Linked DNA regions of Mus musculus: regions 1, 2 and 4 are each linked to region 3. A link is a contact called in public promoter capture Hi-C data. All regions are on one chromosome and are shown on one strand. Each heading gives the region's core, a stretch centred on a gene start, on an enhancer-like site or on the middle of the called end of the contact. The rest is flanking DNA. Distances are from core to core; before and after follow the strand shown. Region 1 holds the start of Smim12 (small integral membrane protein 12). Region 2 holds the start of Sfpq (splicing factor proline/glutamine rich (polypyrimidine tract binding protein associated)). Region 3 holds the start of 9930104L06Rik (RIKEN cDNA 9930104L06 gene). Region 4 holds the start of Tmem35b (transmembrane protein 35B).

Region 1 (3,233 bases), core at 439-2,938, 2.3 Mb before region 3:
GTCAGCTTGCCAAAATCATACAAGTGGCAGGCCCGCTGGTCTGAGGCCAAGCCTGGGCTTTTTTTCTAGCAGAAAGAACACTCTGCAGATGTATGCATGGTGTCCGTTCACACCCTAGATGTGTGGAGGGCCTCCTACAGCTCCCCATTAGCTTGGCTTTTCATTACACTGAAAGTCTTCCTTCCTTCTGAGCTCTGAAGTTATATCATGAGATCCGAGAAACCTTACAATGTACACATTAACAAAGAGGGGAAGCTCCAAAGAACCCCAAACTCAATCCTCCATTCTATTTTTAACTCAGTACTTCGTTCTATTTTCTGTTTTAAGTTTTGGGGTTTGTTTGGTCAGCTGGTTTTGGTTTTTTGAGATAGGGTTTCCCTGTGTAGCCCTGCCATTCAGATTCCTTCTGTAGACCAGGCTGGCCTCAAACTCAGAGACTGGACTGGCCTGCCTCTGCCTCCTTAGTGCCAAGATTAAAGACATGTGCCACCACCGTTGGGCTTGTTTTTATTTTTAAGACAGGTTCTCATGGCACCCAGCCTGGCCTCAAACCCTCAAAGTAGCTAAGGATAACTTTGATCTGCCGACGCTCCTGTTTCCAGTGCCAAGTGCTTGTGATCACAGGTCCACACCAAGTGCAAGTCCTTTATACAATTCCTGGGTAGAGACTCTCAATTTTCCAATTTGTCTTAGGGCGGGCATATCAAGCACCAGTCTATGAGTATTACTCTTGTACATAGAAAGCCCAAGTTCTATGTGCTCTTGTCCGAATTCCAGTCATCCATGTATACAACACAACCTTCTCTTCGGTAAGCTATGTGGGCCTACCCTACCTGTCTACAGCTCTCAAAACACCCTGGAGCTCCACAAGGTTAAGAACTAAGGATGTCCGGATCGTCCTATGCTCTGTGCCTCTTCCCACCCTTGCTATCCTCCCTAGCAAAGAGCTAAAAAAGTTTGTTGGTCGAATGAATGACAGGCAGCATAAACATGTTGCTTTGTTTATGGAAGACTACAGCAGCCTTCCACCCGCACTCACAAAGGGGTATAGGGATATGATCATAAGCAGCTAGACTTCATGAAGTCATCCCGAAGGTATCAAAATGTAAGTAGCACAAGTGTTTCCCAAATACTGCAACGCCTATTTCCAGCCCGACACGCAGGGGCGCCAGCCAAAGGCTCCAGGTACAGGTCAACCGGGCCGCCAGGAAACCTGTCCCAGTGCCTGAGCCCACCGGAAGCTCTCCAAATGAGAGCAGTCGTAGGAGGTCCGAGAAGGTGAAACCATCAGCCTTGACAGCCAGCCAAGTTGGGATGGGAGCGCCAGTGAGGTTCGGGTCATCAGCTCCTGTTCCCTGTCCAGTCACGCCACACGCGTGGCTTCGTCACCCTTCGGCCTGCAGGGGCCTGAGGCGGACGAGATCTGACCACAGTCCACACTCGGCCACCAAAAGCTGGCCGAGGCCGAGCGGGTCACGGAAACCATCGCTCCCTCAACTAGGAGGAGCCGTTCCCGTGGGACTGGGGGCCAGCGATCCTGGGAAGCGAAGTGCCCTCAGCCCTGGGAACTCACCTGCGGTCCAGCCCGCACACCCCGGACAGGTCCCGCGCTGCGCCCGCTAGCCGGGAGCAACAGGGACGCCGAGGTTCCCAGTGGCCCGCGGGGCGCGCCCGAGGCCCCGCCCACTGGCATCTCTCGGAGAGCAGCGATTGGCTGAGCTCCAGCCAGCTACAGAAGAAAGGAAGCCAGGCACCCGACCCTGCGTTGGACTAAACGCAGAATAGTATAGCGCCCCCTGACGGCTCGGAGGCTCCCCTGTGACGTTGCCACATGCTTGTGAAGAAGAAAAAAGAATAGTCAGCTTTCATTGATCCAAATGAAGTTCATTAGGTGTCTTCCGAGACTTACCTAGGTCGGATATTACTGAAACCGAAAACCCAACCCCTGACCTCCAGAAGCTCCCGTAGCAGAGAATAACCTAGTACTTTCAATCTTCTTGGGATCTGTGCTTTCAGGCTGTGTGTCCTTGGGAACATCATTAATTAATCTGAGCCTCAATTCTTCTGCATAGCGTTAAAACCTTCCATTTCAGCAGGGATGTTGCAAGGGTTAGATAACATCTTGTTTGTAAAATACTGTGCCAGGCACACATCTCGCAGGGAACTAGATTGTAGCGTTAGTGAGTCTACAAATTGCTGAAAGTACCAAGACCCTCTGATCGCAAGTACTCACTCTCCTTCCTCCATGTTTCCCCTGTCCCTGAGCGGAATTATACTTATCACATATAAGAAAAAGCCTCACACCCCAAGCTCTCTAATGGACTACCATAGTCCTGCCTTCTCAACCTGCCCACACTGCTCTCAACCTGACCAGTCTCCTTCCCACTAATAGCATGCTAAAAATCAACGTTTGAAGCCTGTGTGTCCATGTTCTTTCATCTACCTGGAGTGCTCTACCCAGCTTCCCTTAAGTCTACCCAGCTTCCCTTAAGTTAGCAGTGAGCCATTTCTCAAGGTCACGGGTACTCTCACAGGAAGCGTCTTCAAGACTGTACTGTCAAGTTAGAGATTCTTCCTCTTTTAGATCAAAGAGCCCAAAGCTAAGCCTGACAGCGAAGATGGGGAGGAAGAAGCTGCCAGAAATTAGCAACCGTGATTATCAGACCTTGATTACTTGTGCATTGAATCTGTGGGAAGAGATCAGAACAGTCTAGAACACAGGCTGGCATTTAGCCATTCTACAAGCTAGACATTGGCGATACAAATGGGGACTGCCCTCCGTAGTTTCCTGGATGGAGAAGAAACAGGAAGACCCACACAGTGTCATAACAGAGGACACTGTCCGTCCATACAAGAAGAATGAGTGGAGGTTCCCTGGAAGGACAGATCCCTAAGCTGGATCTTAATAGTGACTAGAAGTTCCCTCCAGCAGACCTGGGTAAGCACAGAATCCCCAGCTAAAGTGGAAATGACAGCATTGAGAAGTCCTGAGGCGCAAGACCAGCCTTGGCTCTACACCAAGATCCTATATCAATTAAAGGAGTCAGTTAGCACTTCCAGATCACACAGAACTACAAGCTGAGACCCTGTCTAAAAATAAAGTAAAATACCAAACACTGGAATTAGTTGTTTAATTAATTCAAATCTTGACTCTGTGGCCTGCTAATCTGAGAAAATATATTTATAACCTTTTAAAAATGATTTTAATTATGTGTGTGTAAGGGGGGGGTGCA
Region 2 (3,389 bases), core at 270-2,769, 2.1 Mb before region 3:
ATCCCTAATAAAGAAATCGGACGGAATTCATACACCAAAGCAGGAAAAGTCTAGTGGTCCCAAAGTAGGCCATCGTGCATTCGTTAACGATCTCCCTTTTTTCCCATGAGGGCTAGCAGGTTGAACCATATTTGGGGATCCAACAGGATCACTAACTCTAATCCATATGAAGCAGAGTATACAAAATGCTTTGAAACACATCGCCTCTTTATCAGCAAACGCCAATCAATACACCTCTGACGTCAACAAATAGCTCTAAATGCAGACTAGGAAGACAGCACCAAGTTGCCCTGTTTTCTCCCAAACAGAGGCCTCCGACGTGCACTAGTTGGGTCCCAAGGGACCGGACCGCTAGCCTCTAGCGGATTACCGCCAAGACGTGAGGATGCCCTCCCGCTGGAAGCCAATCCCTAGCGGCCTCCACAGCCCGCCGCGCGTCCGCCCCGCCTGCGCAAGCATGCGCAGGAGCGCTTCCGGCAGGGGACAAAATGGAGGCCCTCTAGGCTGCGGGCGGGGGGGAAGAGGAAAAAAAAACGCCGAGGGTAGGCAGGCGCCGCCATCTTAGGGAAACGGACGGCTTTGCTCGAGAACCCGCTCACCTCCGAGTCGGAGATCTTCTCCTCCGTGCGCGGTCCCGGTCCGCCGGGAGGGGGCCCCTGGTGGTGCTGCTGGTGGTAGGGCGCATGATGCTGCCGGCCCCCACGGGGCTCGCCGCCACCTCGGTGTGGTGGCTTCGGGTGGCCACCAGGAGCGCCCATGCCCGGGCCACCTCCAGGCTTAGGCCCACCGGGCATCTTGCCGCCTTTTGGACCGCCAGGGCCTGGCCCCGGCTTAGGCCCCGGCCCGGCGCCCCCGGCGGGCGGTGGCGGAGGGCCGCCGGTCTGTGGAGGGGTGGTCGAGACTCCGCTGCTCGGCGTCGATGGGGGAGGCGGTCCGGGGGCGGTGGAGGGGACGGCGGGCGGCGGAGTCGGGGTTGGACCAGGGCCCGGAGGGGCGCCGGTGGTCGGGGGGTTGGCGGGCGGAGCCGAGACCGCCGGCGGAGGCGCACTGCTCACCCCCGGCGCCGAGCCGGGGCCTTGGGGGACGACGGGCTTGGATTCCTGCGGCGGAGGCGGGGGCTGTTGATGGGGCGGCTGGTGCGGCGGCGGCTGCTGGTGCGGCGGCGGCTGCTGCGGCGGAGGCTGCTGCGGCGGCGGCTGCTGCTGCTGCTGGTGAGGAGGTGGAGGCGGGAGCGGCGGCTTCGGGCCGCCAGGGCCCGGGCCCATGGGGCCGCGGTTCTGGTTGAGGCCCATGCCCGGCGGCGGAGAGCGGAAGTCGTGAAGGCCGCCGCGGCCGCCACCTCCTCCACGCCGGTGAAAGCCTCCACCGCCGCCACCGCGACTCCGGAACCGATCCCGAGACATAGCTGTAGTCAAGGGGCGGTCGAGGCAGAAGCGGAGAAGTCGCTCAGGGAACGTGGTTGCCACCTTGCTGAGCACAAAATGGCGGACGACACAAGCTGCGCGCCGCCTTTGTCCTCTTCTTAAATAGGACAGTTCGGCCTGGCCCGCCTTCCCTAGATTGACAGCTCGGACAGCCAATAGCAAGTACAGTACTTGATGATGAAACCTAAGTTTTTCCAATTGGCTCCCTAGTGAGAGGCGGGAGGTAGGGAGGGCTGGGATTTCCATTTGACCAATAAACGGATAAGAAAGTGTCTATACGCCTTTGTGATTTGTTGGAAGAAATTTGAATGGGCATGCCCTGCAACTTTCGCGTGAAATTAAATATCCAGGGCCCTATCAGCTCCTGATAGCGCTGAAAGGCTATTTTCTTTCCTCTTATGAGTAGTCCGCTATTCTTGGCTAACATCTTCGCTGGGTTCAAGGTTATAAATTGAACTTGTGCTGTCTCTTATTCCTACGCCAATGAAGTTAGAGTCAATTTCACAGAGTTTAATCTCAACGGTTTTACTTTTATTGAAACCCTATCAAAGGCTAGCAGATTGGCAAACACGTGAGCCCAAAATTTGGGAGGAGGAGGCACTAGTAATCAGGACTGCAAGTTTATCTTTACATTATCAATTACATTGAGTTCAAAACCAGCTTGGGCTACATGAAACGTAATAAAATAAAAATAATAAAATAAAATAGAAGCCCCGGTTGTTTTGGCATATGCCTTTAATCCTAGCACTCTGGAAGCAGAAAGGACTCCAAGTTCAAAGCCAGCCTGGGCTGCATAGTAAATTCCAGGACAGCCAGGACTGCACAAAGAAACCCTGCCTCCAAAAAAATTAATGAATAAATAAAAGTAAAGATTTAAGAAAAAGGAAGCCGGGTGTGAGTTCCAGGACAGCCAGGGCTATACAGAGAAACCCTGTCTTGAAAAACCAAAAAAAAAAAAAAAAAAAAAAAAAAAAGGGAAAAAAAAAAACATTATTTCATAGCAACACGTTTGTTGTAATACTATAAAATTTGCCATTAGGTTTGAGTGAATGCAGTCTTTGTCCAAGAGGGAAAAGTATGGAGAGAGCTGAGGACACAGCCTTTGGGGTTCTGGCTTGTGTGACATGCAGAAGACTCACTTTATTCTCCAGCAGAAGGGTAAATGAGGTAGATGTGACTCCATGTGTGTGTACAGTAACAATTTACAAGCACAAATCATGGGAGAGGAAATTGTTTTTGATTTTGTTCAAGACGGGGTTACTCTGCATAGCCCTGGCTGTCCTAGAACTACTTCTGTAGACCAGACTGGCCTCAAACTCAGCCCTCCACCTGCCTCTGCCTCCCAGGTGCTGGGACTAAAAGCATGCATCCACCAGGTCAGCCGAGATTTCCTTTTTATTCCCTCCCTTTAAAGCTTCATGAACATTGGGTTTTAACCGGGATGGGGCTGGTGCATGCCTTTGATCCCATCAGGCATGTGGTAGAAGCAGTCATATCTCTTGAGTTCTAGGCCAGCCTGGTCTACACAGTGAGTTTCAGGCCAGCAAGAAAGATACATAGTGAAACACTGTTGAAAAAAAAAAATGTTTATGCATGGCTGAGGCCATAACTCAGTCATAAAGGGCTTGAGGCCCTAGATTCAACTCTCAGCCCACAACACTAATGTTTTGTTGTTGTTTTCTTTTGTTTTATGATATTTAGGTATCAATAAGTACTGGTATGAAAACAAGCAGCTGGCAGCATCTCTTTTCCTTCAGATTTCCCAACCCCAATAGTGTTGAGCCAGGAGGATGGTTGGTTCATCACATACAGGTCCGGCTACCAGCTTGACAGTTTGAGTTCAGTCACTCAGACCCACAAGGTGAAAGGAGAGAACCAACTCCTGAAAACTAAGTTGACCTTGGGGTCCACACATGTCCACAGATGCATGTGCCCACAAACTACAACCCCCATTCTTCCCTCAGA
Region 3 (3,394 bases), core at 60-2,559:
GGAGAAGACCAGCTGTTGGTCTTCAAATAGTCCCAAGGCAATAATGAAAGGTAGGGAGACTTTGGGGGACACAAACAAGAACTCCTAGTCCTGGAAGTGGGCTGACACCTTCAGCCAACAATGAAGGAAGAATTCCTGCAAGTACACTTACCAACTGTGAACAGCCTTTCTTCCTTCCTGCTGTAAATCTTCCATGTTCTAGAAATCTCACCAGGAATCCCATTTACAGAGAAAGGACACACACTACCCCATTTACATCTGTAGGATTTAATACCATCAAAGAATCTTGAAAGCCACCTCACTTACTTCTCTTATCAAACAACTTCTTGTTTGAAGGGAGTCACAAGGGTTTTTAGAAACCCTTTTGAGATGTAAACTGAAAGCCACCAAAATAAGTAATTGTGGCTAATGTAACATGACTTTAATTCCAGCCCTCTGGAAGCAGAGCCGGGTTTTGGGTTTGAGGCCAGCCTGGTCTCAAGAAACTGGGGGAAAAGAAAGAAAATCAACTGCTGATCTCCCTAGAGAATCTCATACCCACGTGGCTATGTCTAACTTTCTGAGATTCTCTGAGGAGCATGCAAGTGTCTTTTATGCCTAGGTGCCTGCCTCTCTCTCTTAATTCTTGTGCTTATGCCTGTATTTAAAACAGCCATAGGCTGGGAGTTGTCGAATGCATCTTTAATCCTAGCACTGGAAAGACAGAAACAAGCAGATCTCTGTGAGTTCGAGGCCAAACTAGTATACACAGAGACTTCCAAGATAGCCAGCGTTATATGGTGAGGCCCCGTAGCAAATATGTTCATGTAACTCTGCTTCATAAATCAGCTAGTGCTGAGTTCTTTTCAGCGTCAGGGCCATCAACTGAGCTCAGCTAGTGCTGAGTTCTTTTCAGCGTCAGGGCCATCAACTGAGCTCAAGTCCTTAAAAGGCTAGGGCAACTCCCCACGCTGCAGAGTGGAGCTGTGTCTCTGTCTTGTAACCGCGGACACTCAAGAATATTGATTCTGGCGGTCCTCTTACCTTCTCTCTGCAGGAAGACCGTTGCTTCGGGTCTTCCGAAGGGGTTTCTTCACGACAGGGCAATCTGCTTTAGACTGCGAGTCTCTGGGGTCTGTCTGTTCCGGGACCTGTGCTTCTGGAGTCAGTCTTGTCGCCTCTCTTTAAGATTTCCAGCCCTAAATCAACAGGAAAACGTAAATCCTGCGATGTCAACGCTGAGTACATCAAAAACTACACCGCGCTTATTCACAAGAACGAACTCACCACTCTACTTCCAGTTAGCACGACTCTGGAGTCGCGAAAAGATGGCGTGTGCCGCAATGACATCTGGGCATTGAAGTCCTCCATGAGGATTGGCTGGCGGAAGGAGAAGAAGCTTTATTGTGATTGGGCGTGGTGAGAACCGTCCTAAGACGGCGATTTGCTATTGGCTAGGCTGTGCCCGTTGAGTTTGAATTGGGTGGCGGTTAACCGAGGAGCCGCCCGTCCCTTAGTTGGAGCTGTGAGGGTTCCTCAGACTGTGTTTTGGGACCTGCAGGTAGGTTTCGGCAGAGTTCTGGAAACCTAGACTCCAACGACTGAACTTTCTCAGCTCTCCGACCGCTCACACCCTCTCCCCGTCTCAGTCGCGGAGCCGGCTGCTTGGCCCCTCGCTCGACGCAGCCAGGCGCCATGGCTCCCAAGAAACGCAGCAGCCGCGGAACCAGGACCAACACGCTGCGGAGCCGGAAGCTCGCCTCCTTCCTGAAGGACTTCGACCGCGAGGGTAAGGGGTGGATTCGCGTGATCGTGGGTTTTGGGTGGGTTGGGACGCGGATGCGACGGCTTCGCACACCTGACGCGGGATCCGTCCGCTTTCACCTCTTTGCAGTGCAAGTTCGAACCAAGCAAATTGAGTCCGACAGACAGACCCTCCTCAAGGAGGTGGAAAATCTGTACAACATCGAGATCCTTCGGCTCCCCAAGGCGCTGCAAGGGATGAAGTGGCTTGACTACTTCGGTAAGAGCTGCTAGCGTTTTCCCCGTGACCAACGAGTGCTTATCTTGAAAGCTTATTGTAGGGACTCATTCAGATGTCCCCTTCTTAATAAGGTCTAAAATAACCACCGGTAGGAAATTGCCATCTGTCATAACTTATAAAAGAATGGTGGGCCCATAGGAAAGAAGTAGGCATGAATTACCCTTCAGATGAGCGCTATTAGGACAGTGCATCTCACCTTCACGTTTGAATGGGAGAGCTTTAGAAGAGATATACCAGAAATAGAATGATGGAGGCCTGAAGGAAGAGGGGCGAGGCCGAGATCTCAAATCTATAGTACAAAGTGAGCTGATAATTGAAGGTTTTTCAGGGGTTGGGGGAGGCTGTTCCGCACTGACATGACCTAACCTATGCTAGCCTACCTGCCAATAGGCAGGGATGCAGTCGCTCAGTAGGACAGTAAGAGTTGTCCTGCAGCTTAACAGCGGAGGGAGAGGACTGTAAGAGCAGGACGCATCATGTCTTCTCAGCATCTCTGTATCCAGGGGGAGTGTTTTGGGAGAACACATCCATCTTTTGGGGAGACCCTACTGCTCAGCCCCACTGGAAACTGCCTGCCATCCAGCCAGGCCAGTGGTAGGCAAACCACTGTCCTTAGCAGGCCAGGTAACAAACAGTCTTGAGTTCTGGAACTGCATTTCTGTTACAGTTCCAAAAGAGCCGTGATGAGTTTGATTTCTGGGCAAACTGAAATGTCAATTTCACATAATTTTCACACATCCGGGAAATACTTGTACAAACTCAGCCTTCTAAAATGAATGAATAAATTAAGAGAAAAATTATTTGTTTTTTGTCAGAGCTCATTTCGGACAGTATCCTCAAACAGCTCTGTCTTGTGAACTACAAAGATAGGAGTAGGCCGGGCAGTGGTGGCGCACGCCTTTAGTCCCAGCACTTGGGAGGCAGGGCAGGTGGATTTCTAAGTTCGAGGCCAGCCTGGTGTACAGAGTGAGTTCAGGGACAGCCAGGGCTATACAGAGAAACCCTGTCTCGAAGAACCAAAATAAAAAACAAAAACAAAAGACAAATCACAAATCATCACGGCCAAATAAATTAACGCAAGCGTTTTCATTAGTGTATGCAGGCTGCCTCCCCCTACGGCTGGGTTTGAGAGATCGGCATTGGATGTGAGGAAGTCAAGTCTCTTACAGCTCAGTGGTTGGGTGGGGGGGGGGTGCGTCTTCAAATGGGGGATTTAGCAAGCAAAATGGGCGGGGTTACAGAAGCAGAACATAAGCAGAACAAGTTAGTCTCCTTCTGAAACAAAGCCAGGTGAACATAACAAGATAATCATAGCCGAGCAGTGGTGGTGCACGCCTTTAATCTTGGCACTTGGGAGGCAGAGGCAGGTGG
Region 4 (3,372 bases), core at 146-2,645, 2.2 Mb before region 3:
GGATGGATAGACTCCTTAGAGAATGACTGACACTTTCCATCTTCTATGCAGGTCCTGATTCTACTGTGGCAGACACAAGGAACAGCTGAGGGGGTGTAACACACCCTACTCAGACCCTTCCCTGGGCCTGCTCCACCCTCAGGACTGTTTCCTGTGGTCCAACAGCAGCCCTGCCTGTCCTACTCTGGCTTCCAAGGAGGGAGCTCCATACTGTCACCTACAGAGCTGCTCCAGAACCCCACAGCTGAATTGAAAGGGGGAAAAAAAGCACGGATTTTAAATTTACACTTTTATGCTGGGCTACAGTGACAGCTATCCTGGAGTGTATGTGGTCCAAGGGCCGCACATGAGACACACCTGCAGAGAGTTTAAGCTGTTTGGCTTTTACCATATCTATCCTAAAGAACCCACCATCTTAGGGAAGAAGAAAGAAGAAAAGAGGAGGAGGAGGGGAGGAGAGGAGGGGAAGAAGAAAGAGGAAAGGAAGAAGAAAAAAGGAGGAAGGGAGGAGAGGAGGAGGAGGAAAAGGAGAAGAAAATCGTAGTAGTACCCAGGCTTGGGAGGTGGCAACAGGGGTCTTCCACAGAGCCTGGCTTCTCTGAGGGTCTGGAAACTGCTGGTAGACCCTCTCGGGATAAGGAACTACAGTCAGTGACTTCTATGCTTCTGTCCCAGGCTGCGTGGGACACTGAGGAGTCTAGTTAGATTGGTCTACTTTGAGCCTTGCTTGAATAGCTGTGTAATGTTTTGGTAAATTACATTTTACCATCATGACTAGTTTCAAGCTTAAAAAAGATTTCTAAGGTAGGTAAGCCGTTAATCCCAGTAGTCTGGAGGTTGGGGTAGGTGGATCTCTGCAAGTTCGAGGCCAGCCACTACACTGAGTGAGCTCCGGGCCAGCCAGCCAGAGGGACACATTCAGAAGACCAGCTCAAACAAACAAACAAAAACCAAATAAAGTAAAATTCTGCCTCCCCAACCTGGAACAATGGGTTGGTGGATGTGGGGTGGAGAGGGGTGCTAGGTCACTTTTTCACTTTGTCTTCCTGGACCTCCTGAGTCCCATCACTTCTCCAACTCTAAATCGGCCTGGGGACAACATGCTCAGCCAGCAGTTAAGTCCCGTGCCCTCCCACCTGGAGAAGGTGTAGAAAATAGGAGGAAAGGCCCAGGCGGCCTCGAGCCCGAAGGCATGAAGCCCCCGGGAACCGAGCACACACTGTCCTTCCCCGGGTGCCGCTCACCATCTGTTGTGACACGGGGGCCGAGACCTGAAAGAGCTTGGCAGCCCCGGTGAGCGCGAAGAAGACGCCAAGCAGAACCCGCAACACGCCTACCCTGAACGACATAGCAGCGCCCGCCTTCCTGGACGACTCTTCCTCCCTACCGGAAGACTACAGTCGGTCCGGCCCGCCCACCCGGTTACGCCCAACTTTCAGCCCCGCCCACTGATGGCCACCTCCGCTAAGACCCGCCCACTGAGGCCTTTCCTTACAGGCTGTACTCATTGTGGAGGGTGCGGAGTATCGGGTGTGTGTCCACGCGATCTGGCCTTCAAACCCACCCGTGCTAGAGGAATCTGACACCACCCAACTCCCTGAGTGTCTCTGGGTCTGCAGCTGTATGGAAGTTGCACAATGGCCTTCAGAAAGTTACTAGAAAATCAGTGAACCCTACAATTAATGAGCAATAAAGCAGTAACTGTAAGTTTTTCTGGTCCACCTATGCCTAAAATACCTGCCCCTCCCATTGCTCAACCAAAAGAAAAATGAGAAAGATATTTAAAGAATCCCTTACTTGGTTGCACTGGCAAACAGAGGACCAATTTTTTCCGGTTGTCGAGTTTTTTAACACACACCCATAAGGAAAATAATAACATTCTAGAAATGATTAAGCAATGTTCAAGGAATTTTCACAACAATTGAAAATTATATAAAACTAACACCTCGGGGTACAAGGGTGAAAGTGTTGACCTGCATCCATTTGTATACCATCTATGGCTGAGCCACTGAATACTATCTGACCTTTCATGAAAGCTGGCTACTGCCACGCATGATGTGCCTGTAATTCCCCAACTAGTGAGGATAAGGCCTGAGGACTGCCCAGAGTTGAATGAACTTCACAGCAAGAACTAGGCTAGTGAGGACTATATCGCAAAGGCCAGTCTCAAAATAAAATAAAATAAAATAATTCCCAAGCCCTGGTCTATGGGTCCAAAAGAAGCCCTATGGTCTCAAACCCTCCCACTGTTCATGCTTACTGGCCACGTACTTGGATCTGCTTCCATCTACATAACTCTCGGAGGGCTGGCGATATGGCTGGTGACTAAAACTGCTCATGTTTTTAAAGTGCACATGCCTACTTGGTCATGCAGGAAGGTACTGGTTGCTGGCCTAACTTAACTCTGTTTTGTCACTTTTTTTCCCCTGAGTCACTTTCTCCTGTGATAGATAACCTTGGAAAGACAAAACTCACCCAAAAGCATAATGACAGTGAAGAAGCAAAGCCAGCTCCAAGCAGCAGCGAGTCTGGCAGAGCAGACCAGGCCTTAAATGGGGCAAATGCCACAGTGATGAGGCTAAAACCAAACTGCTCCCTAAAGTGGGAACCATTTGCAAAACTAGAACTGAAAGAACCATCAATCAGACGACTGTCCTTACCAAGAAGTCCGACTGTCAGGCGCCCAACCCTCCACTGTTCCCTTTTCCTGTGATATTTCAGAGTCCCAGTTAGTCCTTCAAACTAAGGTGGCATTGTGTCCCAGCAGTCAGGAAGCAGAGGTAGTCAGATCTCTGAGTTCTAAGCTAGCCTGGTTGACATGAGTTCCAGGATAGCTAGGGCTATACAGAGAGGCCCTGTCTCAAACAAAACAAAACAAAAACTGCTGAGGTGGGTGGGGTCAATGAATCACAATTTGTTCTTCCCAGCCCAGTCTTGCTCTGCCCTTCACTGCTCACCTCTAACTGGTGTACTGGGACAAGTGGGTTGGCCTGGTCTCTTGGGGAACTCCGTAAACAAGACATTTCCTCTTGAAACTTCAAGAACAATCACCAACATAAAGGCTACATTTTCTCCCTTGTGTTATTAAAATTACATATAATTATGCTCAGTTCCACAATTCTTAAATCCCTGTACAACAAAGGAAAAATATTAAAACATTTAATCACTGAAAATACAGATACATTAGCAAATTGTATTTTAGGATACTTATACAAAATTTAACACAAAATTATACACTCTGATGATAAGCAATACGGATACTACTCTTTCTCCTTTGCTAACTTTTCTATCCTTGGAACTAATGATGTGACTGCCAGTCTTAGGGTGGGACCGCAAGTCCGAAGGTCTCTCTGTTTGGATGCAGTCAAGGCT

Evidence for each region. Promoter capture Hi-C pulls out the DNA fragments that hold promoters and counts their contacts. Capture Hi-C pulls out chosen DNA fragments and counts their contacts.
Region 1: a contact with region 3 is called in a promoter capture Hi-C map of liver, with 4 times the contacts expected there. The contact joins the promoter of Smim12 here to the promoter of 9930104L06Rik in region 3. A contact is called at or near these places in 3 of 39 promoter capture datasets (liver and pre-B cells), 1 of 484 Hi-C or Micro-C datasets (B cells) and 1 of 9 other capture datasets (liver).
Region 2: a contact with region 3 is called in a promoter capture Hi-C map of pre-B cells, with 2.6 times the contacts expected there. The contact joins the promoter of Sfpq here to the promoter of 9930104L06Rik in region 3. A contact is called at or near these places in 3 of 39 promoter capture datasets (cranial neural crest, liver and pre-B cells).
Region 4: a promoter capture Hi-C map of pre-B cells shows a contact between it and region 3, with 4 times the contacts expected there. The contact joins the promoter of Tmem35b here to the promoter of 9930104L06Rik in region 3. A contact is called at or near these places in 5 of 39 promoter capture datasets (the 3T3-L1 cell line, cranial neural crest, liver and 1 more).

The regions. Positions count from the first base shown.
Region 1 is chr4:127,242,239-127,245,471 of GRCm38.p6, reverse strand. It overlaps Smim12 (small integral membrane protein 12), which reads right to left and starts at 1,688. Exons shown (of 2, transcript NM_030252.2): 1 at 1,574-1,688.
Region 2 is chr4:127,019,431-127,022,819 of GRCm38.p6, reverse strand. Sfpq (splicing factor proline/glutamine rich (polypyrimidine tract binding protein associated)) reads right to left here and starts at 1,519. Exons shown (of 10, transcript NM_023603.3): 1 at 600-1,519; 2 at 1-4. The coding sequence starts at 1,403.
Region 3 is chr4:124,934,963-124,938,356 of GRCm38.p6, reverse strand. 9930104L06Rik (RIKEN cDNA 9930104L06 gene) reads right to left here and starts at 1,309. Exons shown (of 5, transcript NM_177573.3): 1 at 1,024-1,309. It overlaps Cdca8 (cell division cycle associated 8), which reads left to right and starts at 1,440. Exons shown (of 10, transcript NM_026560.4): 1 at 1,440-1,768; 2 at 1,874-2,002. The coding sequence starts at 1,675.
Region 4 is chr4:127,124,066-127,127,437 of GRCm38.p6, reverse strand. Tmem35b (transmembrane protein 35B) reads right to left here and starts at 1,395. Exons shown (of 3, transcript NM_001099319.2): 1 at 1,245-1,395. The coding sequence starts at 1,349. It overlaps Zmym6 (zinc finger, MYM-type 6), which reads right to left. Exons shown (of 14, transcript NM_001285885.1): 14 at 3,064-3,372. The coding sequence ends at 3,261.